Linked DNA regions of Mus musculus: region 1 is linked to region 2. A link is a contact called in public promoter capture Hi-C data. All regions are on one chromosome and are shown on one strand. Each heading gives the region's core, a stretch centred on a gene start, on an enhancer-like site or on the middle of the called end of the contact. The rest is flanking DNA. Distances are from core to core; before and after follow the strand shown. Region 1 holds the start of Stag2 (stromal antigen 2). Region 2 holds the start of Zbtb33 (zinc finger and BTB domain containing 33).

What was found. Promoter capture Hi-C pulls out the DNA fragments that hold promoters and counts their contacts.
Region 1: a promoter capture Hi-C map of pre-B cells shows a contact between it and region 2. The contact joins the promoter of Stag2 here to the promoter of Zbtb33 in region 2. A contact is called at or near these places in 2 of 39 promoter capture datasets (cranial neural crest and pre-B cells).

Annotation. Positions count from the first base shown.
Region 1 is chrX:42,148,758-42,151,471 of GRCm38.p6, reverse strand. It overlaps Stag2 (stromal antigen 2), which reads right to left and starts at 1,318. Exons shown (of 34, transcript NM_001290713.2): 1 at 1,181-1,318.
Region 2 is chrX:38,188,323-38,191,080 of GRCm38.p6, reverse strand. Zbtb33 (zinc finger and BTB domain containing 33) reads right to left here and starts at 1,288. Exons shown (of 2, transcript NM_020256.2): 1 at 999-1,288.

The DNA.
Region 1 (2,714 bases), core at 69-2,568, 4.0 Mb before region 2:
CCGTTGAGGATTAAAAATAAAATGACATATAACACCAAGGAGAAGAAACTAAATGCCGAAAGTACAGCGGTTTATCAAAAAAATAATAAAAAAAATCAAAACTAAAGGCAAAACAAGACATTGTCGCGGCGGGAGGGAAAGGGAAAAAAAGGCCGAAATCAACAATACGTTTACAATTCTAGGCCAGAAGAAAATGGGAACGGGGCTCAAAGTTTTGCGGAACTACTTGATGCTGTTTCCCACACCTTCTCTCTCCCATGGCCCAGCCGACCCTTTTTCTCCTAAAATTGTAGTCCGCAGATCTCCGGATACGTGAGAGAAGAAAAGAGAAAGTCGCCCTCAAGCAAGAATAAAAGTGTGGAGGGAAAACAGAGGCTGCCTACCTGGGGCAAGGATCAGCTCAGTTCGTGCCTTGAGAAAGACAGTGCGGGTGGGGGTGGGAACGAAAAAGCAGCACTAAAACTAAAACAAAAGTGGCGCCAAAACCCCCCAACAAACAGCCTTCCACTCCCGCCCTTCCCCCCCCTCCGCCCATGCCAGGCAGGCAGGGCCCCCTTCGGGGCAAGCTCTACGCGCTGGGGACCGACGCCGCCGGACCCCAAACGATTTCGAAAATTGGTGCCCTAAGAAAACTGACCGAAGTCGGGGCCTCGGGAAGGATGGAGAGATCGATGCCAACCGCTTTGCCCAAGCAGTTCCCCCACCACGCGCTGGAGATGATGGGGCGGGGGAGAGAAGCCGAGGGGCCCGTCACATGAATGTTGTTCCCTCTCTAGGAAGGGAGGAAGAGAGGGAGGGAGGGAGGGAGAGAGGGAGGGGAGGGAGGGGAGGGGAGGGGAGGGGAGGGGAGGGGAGGGAGGGAGGCAAGGAGGGGAAGGGAGAGGGGAGGGGGGACGAGGGAGGGGTGTGAGCAGAGTAGATTTTCCCTCGCCTCCCTCGGTCCGAGGCCCAAATAGACACAAACGAGCCTGCTCGGCCTCCCCTCCCCCCGGGTTCCCAGCACCACCATCTTGCTCGCTTCCTTCCCCGCACCACCACGGCGCGCTCTCCCACCGCCACCACCACCACCCCCCCTCCCCGCCACCACACGCCACCGGGCCGTGGCCTCCCCGGGTTTGCCCCTTTCTTCTCCACCCGTCCCCCCCCCGAATCCCGGCCAGGGATGGCACCCCCACCCCACCTCCAGTCTGGGGGGCTCTCGTCCCCCTCCACGGGCTGCTTAAGAGGCCCCGGGAGGAGAGGAAGCGAGCGAGCAGGCTACGCGGAGGCGCCGAGCCTCCATCTTGCGCCGCTGCGCGTTCTCCATTTTGGGCCACCCGTGGGGGGGGGAGCCCCCTCCGCCGAGGTCCCCGGGGGAGACTTGGGCGAGGGAGGCGAAGGGACAACCTTCCAGCGAGGGGAGTGAGAAGGGAGCGTCTTGCGCTAAAAAAGCGGCTCCGGGAGGAAGGAGGCGGGGAGGGGACGCAGGGGGCGACTGCAAGTTCCTTGGAAGTGTTGGGGTAGCGACTTGGGGACGGAGAGGACAGGCAGGGGGTGACGCGGGGCCGGGGCGACGCTGGCTCGCTCCCCGCCCGGACACGGCCACTCGCTCGCTCGCTGCCCCGCGCGGGGCCCCCTACGAGGCCGCGGCCCGGCCCCGGAGCGCCCGGCCTTCTCGGCTCCCTCCCGGCCGGCCGCACGCTCTCTTCGCCCGATCGCAAGCACACACACCTCACGGTGGGCCGCGCGCCCTCCGGGTGCCCCTCCAAACTTCTAGAAGCTTCGCCTCCGCCATTTTATAACTTACCTCCCCCCTCAGCGTCTACAGAGGCAGCAAGGAGACTGTTGGCCTCCCCCACTCCTTCCTTCTTTCTCAGGCCGGGGGCTTCTTCACCCCTGGGCTGGTACAAGATTTTTCCCCCTTCCTCTTCTTTCCACCCTTGAGTTCTACTGAGGGACGGAAGCTCCCGCGGGTCTAGAGCCGTGGGGGGGTTTGAAAGTGGCGGTCGGATCCGGCGGGGTGCTTTTTTTGTTTTGTTTTGTTTTTTTCCCTTTTTTCTGTATTTTTTTTCCTTTCTTTTTTTTTTCTTTTCTTTTTTTTTTTTTTCTTTCTTTTTTTTTTTTTTTTTTTTTTTTTTTTTGGTGGCGCTTCGGGATTGTTTGGGGTGTTCGCTCTTCGGCGACTTGGAGGCGAATGGAACGCGCAGGCGCCATCTGTCGGCCGCGAACCCGCGGCCCAGCTCCTGTTGGGAGGCAGCGGCATCTAGCGGCGGCGGGCTGCCATTGCGGCGCGCGCCACGCAGCCCTCCCACCCGCCAGCCTCCTCCCCGTGTCGCCGACCAATCGCCGCCGCCGGACTCCCCGCTTCCGCGGCTCGGACGCCTCCTGTGAACGGGGCGCCCGCAGGGGCGCGCCGCCGAGTGGGGTAAACAAGCTGGCGTGCCCGCGCCTCTCTTACTCAGCCGTTGGGACGCGCTTCCGCCCTGCGCGGACTGGCTGAGGGCCCACGGCGCCACCGAGGAGGTCGCCGAGAGGCCGGCGACAGTGTCCACTGGAGCCCCGCCGTGGGAATTCCGGGGCTTCAGCGGGCCGATCGTCCGGCTCCCCGCCCCCTGCGCAGCCCTGGCAGCCCTGCAGGCTAGCAGCACCCTTCAGAGCTCTCCAACACAACCCACCCCAGTAAAGGGCCACTTGTTCCCAGATCTCTGGTTTCCTCACGTCCTTTCCAACACTCC
Region 2 (2,758 bases), core at 39-2,538:
ACAAGGGAGGCATGAGTATCTCTGTATTTAAAACATCATAACTTTAAAAGTCTAAAAGCCAAAAATTAAAACCATGTTAGCTACTCCATTTTAACAGCACCAAGGAATTACAGGCAATCACAAAGGCATTCATCACAAAGTGTGACCTTTAGACAATCTGCCAACAATCCAAAACATGAAGGTTTCAACAGAAACCACTTTCAAGTGGAGAGATTTCTGTATATGGCCACATGATTTTTATAATTGGAAAATAAGGGTTTTTTTTTTCCAACATGGGAATGATTCAAATGTAGGTGTCTAGGTGATACTGGGACCTGGTTTCATTTTGATTAGGTATCCAGCTGGTCAGGGTTAGCCCAGGATCACCCCAAGTGGGTCTCAAACCTTTCCTCCCCAGAGATTTGCGACCTGCCTACGGAAAAGGCATCTCATAGCATTGTGTAACACATCTTTGGTTGTTGGCTGGTTTAGAAGGCTGGTGACAGTAGGGAAGAGAAAAATGCCACGGGCCAGAGGGGGGGAAACAAACCAACACTACAGGGCTCCCTGCAGCTGTTGTCCATCTCTCCCTCTTCCACCATCTCCCTCTTCTTCCTTTGAACTTTGGTGCAACTGAGCTTTTAAACGTCAATTCACGTGAAAACACAAACAGGGATGGCGATGCAAACAGCAGAACGAAGGCAGGGGGGTTGAGGGGTGTTGAAGAAAGTAGGCCTAGCTCCTAAGGGTACTCTGTTGGGGGTAGCGGGCCATGCGAAGCCGGAAGCATTGTTGTGTCCAAAGAAGGATCTAAAGAGGAGGATGGGCCCCATAGTAAAGCTCAATCAAACTAGTAGGGAGGTGGGAAAAGAGCCCCCTTCCCCGCCCCCCAAAGCGGACGAATGGAGAGGGAGAAAGCCAAGTGGGTACTTGGCGGCGTCCCCCACGCCCTAAGGCTTATGCAAGGGTACCGGGTGCCTCTGGCACTGGACAGAGAAGGGGACCACGCCGCGCCTTACCGGTTCTCTTGGTAGAGCTCCGGGACCCACACAAAGAAAGAGCAGAGGAGCCAAGGCCTCGGGCTCCGCTGCTTCCTGGTTCAAGCGAGGCGGCCGCAAGCGTAGGCGCGGCCAGGGCATGGAAGGCGTAGGCGGGCTCCGTCTCCCGGGCCCGGTGCCCAGCCCACTCCTCACCTGCTCCGCGGCGGCCGCTTTCTCCTCCTCGGGGCCGAGGCAGGGTCAGAGTCCTACCCCAAGCAGCCGGACTCCGCAGCGCCGCTGCTGCCGCTTTAAATGTCGCTCCAGTTTCCGCCGACGTCAAAGCGGCTTCCACGGACGCGGCTCGGGCGCCGGGCTCCGCCGACAGAGGGCGCAGCGTGGGAGGCGTGGCTTCCTCGCCTTCCTCTTCCGAGAGCAGCCCGGGGTTGTCCGGAAGAGCGCGAAGCCCGCCTTCGGCTCTTTCCGTGACTGCGAAGCATTTTTCTAAGTGTTCTGTGATTCTCTTAAGAGCTCGGCTCCGTGAGACAGACAAAGATCCGATGACACTGTTAGGAGTGGCAGGGAGGCTAGTCTTGTTTGTTCAAACTCCCTTAAGTCCCGAGGGCTTAAAAATGTTCAGAGGTTGTATAAATTCCAGTTCTTTTGCATGTTTGAAGTCTGCCCTGTTAGCCTGTTGCTTGGATAACAAGCCACCTTGAATACAATCTGCATACTAAAATTTAACTCATACTAATTCAAATTGTAGGATAACAAGAAAACCACATTACACTGTCTACTTTTAAGAAGAAACCTGTGTTCTGATAACTCTTGTTAATCGAATGTTAAATGGTGCATGCAATATCTTGTTAACTGCATATCTATTAACATAGAGATCACATTTGATCTGCAGCAAATATACTCCAGGCCCTGTGGGATAGAAAAGCAGATAAGACAAGTTTCTCTCATTTCAGAGGGCTCGGCAGGTACATACACACGAATAAAAGTATTTTAAAAGTATAGAACTACAGAGAAGGAATAACAAACCAAATAGTGTCAAATGAGCCCTACCTTGAAAGGCAATAATATTTGTATTGTTTATCATTATTTTTTAAAATATTTTTTATTATGTATTTTCCTCAATTACATTTCCAATGCTAGCCCAAAAGTCCCACACACACCCCCCCACTCCCCTACCCACCCAGTCCCACTTTTTGGCCCTGGCGTTCCCCTGTACTGGGGCATATAAAGTTTGCATGTCCAATGGGCCTCTCTTTCTAGTGACGGCGACTAGGCCATCTTTTGATACATATGCAGCTAGAGTCAAGAGCTCCAGGGTACTGGTTAGTTCATAATGTTGTTGCACCTACAGGGTTGCAGATCTCTTTAGCTCCTTGGATACTTTCTCTAGCTCCTCCATTGGGGGCCCTGTGATCCATCCAATAGCTGACTGTGAGCATCCACTTCCGTGTTTGCTAGGCCCCGGCATAGTCTCACAAGGGACAGCTATATGAGGGTCCTTTCAGCAAACTCTTGCTAGTGTATGCAATGGTGTCATCGTTTGGAGGCTGATTATGGGATGGATCCCTGGATATGGCAGTCTCTAGATGGTCCATCCTTTTGTCTCAGCTCCAAACTTCGTCTATATAACTCCTTCCATGGGTGATTGTTCCCAATTCTAAGGGGCAAAGTGTCCACACTTTGGTCTTCATTCTTCTTCAGTTTCATGTGTTTTGCAAATTGTATCTTATATCTTGGGTATACTAAGTTTCTGGGCTAATATCTACTTATCAGTGAGTACATAT